Linked DNA regions of Mus musculus: region 1 is linked to region 2. A link is a contact called in public HiChIP or PLAC-seq data. All regions are on one chromosome and are shown on one strand. Each heading gives the region's core, a stretch centred on a gene start, on an enhancer-like site or on the middle of the called end of the contact. The rest is flanking DNA. Distances are from core to core; before and after follow the strand shown.

Region 1 (4,762 bases), core at 1,901-4,400, 120 kb after region 2:
AGGTATAGTAAACACAGAACTGATGTCAACAAGTGTCCTCGAGCCACTTCCTCACTGGAAGTCTCTACAGGCTCAACTGCACAGTGGGAAAGGAAACCACAAAATACAGCCAGAGGTTGGGAGCAGAAAAGAGACTTCACTCAAGTCTCATACACCTACACTTCATCACAGAGAAAGGCTAACAGCCTTTGGGGCTCTGCTATCCTAAGAGCCATGCTGCAGGCAAACACAAGATCAGTCTAAATCTGGGAAGTCCTATGAGGAAAGGTAATACACTCATGCATGATCGTGTTAAAAATGATGGGGAAACAAACAGGACAAGAATCTTAAGTCCCACATGTCAACTATTTTGAAAGAGAAACCAACTTATCTGTTGATAGACTCGAATCTTAAATAGGTACAAGTTTTGCCAGAAAACTCCTTAGGATGGCTAGGGAGGGTAAGGGCACGAACGGATGACTGTCAGGACACATATCCGTGGTTTTACTTTTTCTTTCTTACATGCTGGTTTTTTTTTTCTTTACATTGTCATTATAATTGAATCCAAGCGTCAGTGTCATAGGTAAGAGCTTCCTTCGACCACTGACACTGGCTCCCATTCCTCTACCTCTCACCTCTTGCTCCCTCACCACCTGCCTCACAGGTCTGGCTCACCTTCATTTCTTTAAGGATCACAAAAAGTTTTTTTAAAAGCAATTGACATTTAAATTGCCCCATGGGTTGGATTTCTTTCTATTCAGTCTTTACAAATCATTAACTTAAGCATATACAGTAAGAAGTTCCCATATAAGCCGGGCGGTGGTGGCACACGCCTTTAATCCCAGCACTTGGGAGGCAGAGGCAGGCGGATTTCTGAGTTTGAGGCCAGCCTGGTCTACAGAGTGAGTTCCAGGATAGCCAGGGCTATACAGAGAAACCCTGTTTCAAAAAAGAAAAAAAAAAAAGTTTCCATATAAACATGAGGGGAAGCATAATTGTCTCCAGTAAGATGCACATACAAAAGTAAAAAAAAAAAAAAAAAAAAATCGGTAGTGTACAGTCAAAATTATTTCCTCTGGGTTTTAATGTTTTTAACTACGAAAGAAGCACGATCTTATATAACTTATATATATGCTATTTTCAAATCTCTAATAACATATTTACAAGGAAAACCTGTTACATTTAGATGTGTAGTAATAGCTACCCATTTGTAAAATCAAGTATTATCTTAACTTCAACTAACATAACTGTTGAGAAATACACTAATGGTCCCTTAAATTTGTTTTCAGTTCAAGTTCTATAATGAGCACATTAGTATTACATTATGTAAATTAATCTCCATAATGTGTAAGTGGGAAAGGTCTAAACTAGGTCAGCATAAAGTAATCACTGGAGTATTTTATCTTAGAGAACAATTTGGTTTTTCCCAAGTTCCTCATGTGTAAAACACTTTATTACAAATTTATCTTTTACTTTCCACCAGTATTACAGTATTTATTTTCCAGTGACTGCGCTCTCTCTCTCTCTCTCTATATATATATATATATATATATATATATATATACACACACACGCATATATATATCTATTTACAGATAGATAGATAGATAGATAGATAGATAGATAGATATAGTGCTCTACTACTGTCTGCAGAAAAGCCCCCGCCCCACCCTTTCTGCAACTCTGGAGTGCTGGGATTAGAGTTTATGTGCCCGAGGAACGTTTTATTAGGTGCTGGAGACTGAAGCCAGTACATCATGAACTCTAGGCACTCTCTGTACCAACTCAACTCTATCCCCAGTCCCTGAGGCCTTTTACAAATCTCCTGACTTTACTAAGGGCAACCTTTTCTTTCCCACAAAACAACCACTACTTAAAACTGCATCAAAATTTGTCTCCAAAAGTTCCAACCAGCTCACTTTAACTCTGTATTCCCTCTGTATTGAGCTTAACACTAATTTAACAAGCATTTTGATAGATACTAGTTCCCTTTTTCTTTCTTAAAGGTATTTAATGGTTTGGTCTTGTTTGAGACAGGGTCTCTCTAAGTAGCTCTGGCTGTCCTGGAACTCACAGAGATCCAGCCGCCTCTGGTTCTGCCTCCCCAGAGCTGGCTGGCATTAAAGGCTTGTACCAGTGTGCCAGACTTTTCCTTTTTTTTTTTTTTTTTTTTTTTTTTTGTACCACATTCTTCCCACCCCTTACAGACCCATCCTCACTGTGAACATTGAATGTAGTCTCCACAGCATGCAGCTGTCAATACAAGGCCACTCTTCACAGGAGCAAACTTCGAAACAAGTGATAAAACCCAGTATCTTATACACCCAGGAAAACAGAGACTACGTAAAATAGAGCAATGCTGCGGAGGGGGGCGGGGGGGAAGGGAGGGGGCAGTCACCACAAGAAACCTTCCGGCATCTAGGGCTACATAGTGTGATCTGTCTCAAACAAACAAACGAAGTAAACAAATCAAAATAAAAGCCACCTTGCTGCCTGAGAGCGTAGCTCCGTGGTGGAACTTAAGACTGGAACGCACTGGTTAGAAAGACAAAAAACAGGTACGCTGTAACCTTCCGATGGATATTGCTATAAACTCTGAAGTCCTGAGAAGTTTTCCTCTTATGCACAATGATGAATACAACAACCTTTCTGTTTGGAAGCCCAGCCGATATTAACTAAAGCCAGGGAAAGGATAGCAGGGATTTACCCTTTCAGGCTGGAATGGGGCAAGCAGGTGACAAGCGGAAGGGATGTAGGACATTGGGAGAGAGGTCGCCCAGACTCCTCCCCTTCTCAGGAGCCACGATCCAGTTCACAGCTCCTCCGCACAGACCCTCGCCCGTCCGCAGCTGCAGAACCCCAGGCCCCGCAGGCGCCTCGCCGGAAACCAGCGTCGGTCCCCGCATCCCGAGGAAGGGTCAAGGGAGGACGCGTTCCCAAGGCCGCCTCCGGGGCCCAGCCGGCCCAGCCTCCCCCAAAGTGGAGCGACCTGGGAACCCTGAATGAATAGCTCGACAAGGCTGACAGTTATGTTACCTGGATGGAACTCTACAGACGGAAACGGCAGCTGTAGCCATTGCCCTTCGCCCCAACATCGCCTGTCTCAGCGACACTGACATTGAGACCGCCGCCATCTTCCTGTAGGCAAACGCCAGGATGCGAGTACGGATCCCCGCTAGGGACTCACTTCCTCCGTTCTCAAAGCAATGCGGCCGCAGTGAAACAGAGGCATGTTCTGTTTGTTTTCCTTTTGCGATTGAGGACCTAGAAAAGAAATTAAAGTTCTAGCTGAAAGAACTAAAGAGGGAAATGGATGAAAGGACTCAGTGAATGCAAATGATGCCTCTATAGAAAGTAATCCTTGTTAGTAAGGTTGGTCATTTACATTGAGGCTGAGAAGCCCAAAAGAAAACGCTTCGAAAAATGTAAACACCTGTAACTCATAATTTTTCAAAGAACTCGGAATATCTGAGGCTGGGCCCACTGGAAGAGCCGGAGGGCTTCTTGAGTCTTTGAGAAACTAAAGTAGTACTTTCCCAAAGTGTTGCCAGATTCCGTTTGCAAGCCTTCAGAACAGGCTGCACTCAGTTTGATGGTCTGTAGTTATAATAATCATATTTTCCACACTAAAAAGCTAGCCTCGCAAAAAAAAAAAAAGGAAGAAAGAAAGAAAGACCATATGGATTTACATGAAATCTAGTGGGGGCTGGGGATGTAGCTCAGTTGGTAGAGTGCTTGCCTACCTAGCATACAGGTACCAAAGGCTTGGTGATCTGCTCTTATAAGCCTTTGATTTGAGGTTGAGGGTAGAGTATGGAAGGTTGTCACTGGAACTACCAAGCAAACACCTCGCCCCCCCCCCCGCGCCCCACCCGGAAAAGGGGCGGAGCCATCTTGATTATTCTTCCTATCTCCATCATCCCTTCCATTTGTCACCCATTCCATTCCAATGGCCATTAAAAGTAACAAAAAGCAAAGATTATAAACGATAACCAGGTTTAAGTGTCCTATCTAATCGCACCTGGCTCCTCAGTGCTTCAACAAACCTTTTCTTTTCTTTTCTTTTTGTTTCCAAGTCTGCGATGTCAAATCCAGGGACAGGTGTGCAGTTCATCACTGATCTACATTCCTAGCTTCTTTGTTTCTTGTAAGAGACAGTATCTCTCGATGTTATCCAGGCTAGACTTCAACTTACCACCCTCCTTCTTCAGCCTCCAGAGTATTCACAGACCTTTTCATCCACTAATGTCTTCAACGTTGTTTCTCAAACGATACCCCAACACTGATGGGAGAACATTAGTTTTCATATTGATATAGCGTTGGCCTGGGTATTCACAATACCTGTCATGATTCTTTCTTAATGTACTTATTTATGTATGTATGCATACAAATGGGTGCCACGGCACATGTGGAGGTCAGAGAACAGCTTTCAACAGTCAGTTTTCTCATTCTAACTAATGTCATAGGTTTGGTGGCAAGTACTTTACCACTGAGCTGTCTAGCGGAGCCTCTTAGGGTGGTCCTTGGTTGCTCTTTTTGCCTCCATCTTTGAAATGTATTTAGAATTTGATTATGTTCCCTGCCTCTCCTAGTAGGACTCTGATCCAAACCACAGTCCCCCTCTGCAGGGATGTTTGCATTTGCCCAATCTGCTTCAGCTCAGCAATCAAAACTATGGGGTCAGAAGTCACACATTCCCCTCTTTTCTACTAAACACCTTTTCTAGCTCAGCTCATCCTCGGAAAAGCCAGACACCTTATTATAATATTTTTTAAGGCCAATG
Region 2 (5,181 bases), core at 785-3,284:
GGAAGACCAGGGAACTACTACTAGTTCTCAGTGGTGATGGTGGCTGTCGATTGTCACAGACCCTGTCCCCTGAGTCAAGCAAGACTCTGCTGTAGCCAGTGACCCTCCCCCACACCCCCATGCTCCCTAACACTCCCCCACACCCATCTCACTTGAGCTTCGTGTTTTTAATGCCCAAGTTTGGGGGGGTGTTGTGTGTCTTGTTTCCCTTTTCTTTTTAACTGCCACATCTTTTAATGCTTCACCCACTGTCTTAGTCAGGGTTTCTATTCCTGCACAAACATCATGACCAAGAAGCAAGTTGGGGAGGAAAGGGTTTATTCGGCTTACACTTCCATACTGCTGTTCATCACCAAGGAAGTCAGGACTGGAACTCAAGCAGGTCAGGAAGCAGGAGCTGATGCAGAGGCCATGGAGGGATGTTCTTTACTAGCCTGCCTCTCCTGGCTTACTCAGCCTGCTCTCTTATAGAACCCAAGACTACCAGCCCAGAGATGGCACCACCCACAAGGGGCCTTTCCCCCTTGATCACTAATTGAGAAAATGCCTTACAGTTGGATCTCATGGAGGCATTTTTTCAACTGAAGCTCCTTTCTCTGTGATAACTACAGCTGTGTCAAGTTGACACAAAACTAGCCAGTATACCCACTCTGCCTTTTGATGAAAGAATTTAGCCAAGTCCGTTTAAGGGAATTAGAGATCGGAAAGAGCTATGTGTGCCGTTCGTGGTTTTCTGACTCTTATGTACTCCTTTGACTCTTTATTTCTCTGTGTTGGCTTGATTTTTTTTCTTTTTGTAACGACAGGTTTTTATTCCATTATATTTTCTGAATGTACCCCAAGCTTTTCTATTATATCATAAGACTTAAATAAAACATTATATATACGGGCAGTGGTGGTGCACGCCTTTAGTCCCAGCACGTGGGAGGCAGAGGCAGAGGCAGGAGATTTCTGAGTTTGAGGCCAGCCTGGTCTACAGAGTGAGTTCCAGGACAGCCAGGGCTACACAGAGAAACTCTGTCTCAAAAAAAAAAAAAAAAAAAAAAAAAAAAGAAAGAAAAAGAAAAAAATTATATATAATACACACACACACACACACACACACACACACACACACACAGTATGTATTCCTCTCCGTGCCTTAAATGCTTGTAACAGTCAATTTTAATATGATATCAACTTCAACATTTCAGCCATGTTTGTGACATCAGAATTTACACTTTTTAATAGTGCGTTTAAAATACTGCATCTGTAGTTATTTTTGGTAACTTTTGCTAGATATCTAGATACCAGCAGATTTTTGAAGGCCAGTGAAGATGGATTCCCTCCTTGTAATCACCAGCTTGTAGACACAAGAGCAGAGGCAGGAGGATTCCACTTGTTCCTTGTAATATAGGACTTGGTGGCCCTATATTACCTGTCACCGCTCCCAAAGCAAATTAGAAGACAGGAATTAGATGAGGAGAGAGCTTTACATCAGGAAAACAGAACAAAGGCCATCTCAAAGCAAAGTTCCCCGTTTTCCAAAAGGGAAGGGTCTCAAGGTTTTCATGGGGGAGATGTGTGGAAGATGTCAGATTCACTATTGTCCTTCAAATCTGACCTCTAGAGGCTTGCTCTGTCTTTGACTTGAAAATGACCTCAGGCCCACTCCCTATGCGCTTGCTCATTAACACTCTTAATTTGGTAGCAGGTAAAGGCAGTGGGAGCCATCCCAATAGCTCTTCCTTATAGGTTCAAATGCCTTGTGAAAGAGGTGAACGCATTGCAGCTGCCCTTCGTGACAGCACAGCTATAGATGAGACAAGAAGTCAGAAGGAGGAAGTCCCTGGAGCTGAGGGACAGCATCGCTGGAGCCAAGGGACAGCTCTTCCTCCCAGACTTTTCTTTTCTTTCTTTCTTTCCTTCTTTTTAGATTCATTTTGGGGTTTTGCTGTAATTCTTTCTAATCTACTAATCTGTTACATGTTACTCATCAAAAGAATGGGATCTGAGCCATGAACCCAGCCCTGGGTAGAGACTCGGCCTTCTGAACTGGCTGGAAGGTCAACGTTTACTATCAGGCAGGAGGCCTTACATACCATAACTTCTCCCTTAAGAGTCGACCCACATGGGACTGTCAGTCACCTAGACATAAAACGTCCCACAGGAATAATGTCTGTTCCAAGATTTAGAAACAAAGCCTACCTAAACACGTAGCTGCTTTTGGCCGTCGCCCACTCAGTCCACTATATCTTGTAATAAACCCCGCCTAGTTTCTGCATTGTGCTGCATACCTCATCTGAATTCTTTCAAGAGACATTACCAGGAAGGGAGGTGAAAGGGAGGCTGGAGCAACGTCCTGGTCCCAGTGAGGGTTAGAACATTCTGAATTTGCGTGGATGTCAACTCTTGCCGGCGAGTTTTGTCTTTGTTTTATGTTGATCATTAACTATCTGTTGCTACAACAGCTTGCTATAAGGCAGATCTTGGGACGGAATCTCTTTTCTGTTATTCGCTTGGGGAAAGCCTTTTCTGTCAGCCGTATCAGGATTCAGGGCCAGCTTTGTTGTGAAGGATTTTGGGTTGGCAGACTTGCCTTTCCTTTCAGCAAGTTTGCCTATACCATCCTGACCTAAGTGGTTTCTGGTGAGAAATCTGCTTGCAGTCTTTGGGGGATTTCCCTTACAAGAAGGGACTCATTTTCTTCTGGCTGTTTTCAAAAGTCTTTGTCATTGATTTCTGACAATGTATTTACACTGTGTCTCCATGAAAACCTTATTTGCGTTTGCCTGGAGTATTCTGGGCTTAGTGTGTGCTCATTCTCTCCACGGACCTCGGTTATTTCTTCTTTAGACTAGGTTTCTACCTTTCTTTTGTCAATTCTCTCTAAAGATGCCTATGTCCCTTAGCTTCTCTTTTGGGCCTCTTAATCTCAGTAATAAAATAATTTAAAAATGAACCTGAAAGGAAGGTCAGGGACAATTTTATTAGCGTTTAAAAGAAAAACAACAGGACAGGCAGGCTGTAGACTTCACAGCTGCCAGGAGAAGAGAGAGTGGGGGAGAGAGAAAGCCATGCAGTTTGCAATAGAGGTCTGCAGGCAGCCACATGACAAAAAGCCTTCAAAGAAATGGCAGATGCCCAGAAGGCCAGGGAAAGCATGCTCTGCTTTTGGCCAGTATTTGGAACAACAATAACAACAACAACAACAACAACAAAACAAAAACAACAGCAACAACAAAGAACAAGGTAAACGCTATGCTTTTTGGAGTCCTAATTCTGAGGTCAGACTAGCACCATGCTGCTCTCTTCAAGTGTCCCCAGCATCTGCACCAGAGAAGTTGTTTCTGGGAAGGAAGGACACATTATTCCATTACAGGATGATAATCTCTTCTATCTCCTTTGGAGCAGCCTGAAATGGCAGGTCTCCTACCCTGGGCAAGAGATGGAACTTAGAGCAGAGCGCAGAGACCCTCACCTTCTCCTTCCTACAGGAATTGGAGTTCCATGGAGTGAGAAGGCCGATCTTCATGTTTCTAGCATTCCCGGGGAATGAGAAGCAGCATCAGGCCCGAGCTCCAGTGGCCCAAGGTTCCTTTCTTCCTCTGTTTTCTGTGTGAGTCTGCGGTTGATACTCTACGTTTTGCTTTCTGTTATTACATTCTCCACCTCCAGAATAGTTGGCTGGTTTCTTTCTAGCCACTTCTCTTTGCTGGGTACCTTGTTTTCTTCGTGTCCACGTAGCTGTCTCGTGATGTTCCCTTGCCGACTGAGCTAACTTAAGATTATTATATTGAGTTCTAGGCCAGGTACCTCGTAGGACTTGTGGACAACCTTGAAAGCTTCGCTTTGCTCACTACTGCTGTTGTGTTCTCTAAAATGTGCATTGCTGTCTTTGTGTTTGCAGAAGCAGGCATTACCCTGTGTACTGATGCCTGACCACTCTGCCCATGGAGAGATTCTAGGGGTCTCTCGGTCCTTATCTATGAATGTGTCCACTTCATTTTTCTGGAGAAAACCGGGGCAGTATGCCTTCTCCCGATCTGACAAATTGAGGTTTGGGTACCTGTTTATTTGTCATAGGATGATGGCCTGGGATATTTAAAGTTGTGTATCACTTCTCAACACTACAGAGTTAACATGGTGACTGGTACCCATGTATAGCACACGCAGATAGCAGAAAAGGATGGGAGCACATTGCTGGGGTCACCTGGCCAGTTAGAGGCATTCTAGAGGTAAGACGTATAAGGATTTCTAGGGAGGGCTCTTAGTGAGGTCCATAAGCCGGTTGATAGATCACCATTGGTTGTTGAGACTGCCACAGTGTTAGATATAATTCAGTATTTGTTGCAGCCTCACTGTCCAGGGTGGAGAAAACTAATGTTGGGATACCAAAACCAAATATTCTTGTTGTTGTATAAACTGTAAGGCAAAAGCAACTTGGCAAGGTGATTATTTTCATGTAACCAGGACACAACTTCACTTAGTTTTAATTCTAATATGGGTGGTAACTGAGCCTTTTCCCCATTGGCTGGGGTCTTCCCACTGTCTAGTTTAAAAAGAATTGGCACAAAGGGTAGGAGGGAATGGGAGATGGAGACAGCTGCTCTGAGCCATCACGTTCCCAGAATGTACGGGGGTCTGTTCATAAGCAGTTTTACCAGGTGGGGGATTTATGAATATTGGCTCTTGGCAGGCGAGCTCCCTTTGATGGAAAAAAGAAACCCTTTCTTACACAGGCATGATCAAAGTGGGTCTCTTCGGCAGTGCTCTATAAAGTTACAAGCCTCTGGTCCTCCCAACCTGCCCTCCCTTCTCATGGCATGGAGCCTGTGGTCCAGATCTGCAACAGGTGGAACAGGTGATGGTGGTGTAGAAGTGGTCAGCCCTGATGTAAGTTGCAGATCCCTACTTTTAAAAGTATTGATAGGTTTTCATGAGAAACATCTTTGATTCTTTTGTATGCTCTTTGCATCAACTTCTAGAAACTTCTTTTTATATTTAACTAGCTACATTAGCATTTTTTCAAGAGATGACCTGCAAGTTTTGGAGGCAGATATTCTGTAATTCTCACTGCCTAGTCAAACTTTATCCATCATGTTTTCAAACTGTTGATTTTCCAACTCCAGCATTTCCTCCAAATTTGCCACTTGGTAGGTACTTGGCGTTCTCCTTTAAAGCAAGAACTCTCATTCTTCC

What was found. HiChIP or PLAC-seq counts read pairs in DNA pulled down with a chosen protein or histone mark.
Region 1: a contact with region 2 is called in an H3K27ac HiChIP or PLAC-seq map of embryonic stem cells, with 9 read pairs. The contact joins the promoter of Ndufs4 here to the enhancer-like site in region 2. A contact is called at or near these places in 2 of 39 promoter capture datasets (hippocampal neurons and liver), 5 of 484 Hi-C or Micro-C datasets (liver, rod photoreceptor, stem cell-derived motor neurons and 1 more), 5 of 115 datasets of contacts at active chromatin or transcription factors (the SCID.adh cell line, bone marrow-derived macrophages and embryonic stem cells) and 2 of 9 other capture datasets (adipose tissue and pancreatic islet).

Annotation. Positions count from the first base shown.
Region 1 is chr13:114,384,944-114,389,705 of GRCm38.p6, forward strand. Ndufs4 (NADH:ubiquinone oxidoreductase core subunit S4) reads right to left here and starts at 3,151. Exons shown (of 5, transcript NM_010887.2): 1 at 3,016-3,151. The coding sequence starts at 3,113.
Region 2 is chr13:114,269,562-114,274,742 of GRCm38.p6, forward strand. No RefSeq gene overlaps it. Among named protein-coding and RNA genes, the nearest start is that of Gm41072, 63 kb to the left of the region's middle. Within about 2 kb of position 2,035, at least 14 of the 459 cell types and tissues checked have an H3K27ac peak or open chromatin away from gene starts, as enhancers often do. A contact at or near this core is called in embryonic stem cells, liver and uterus, where this site is marked.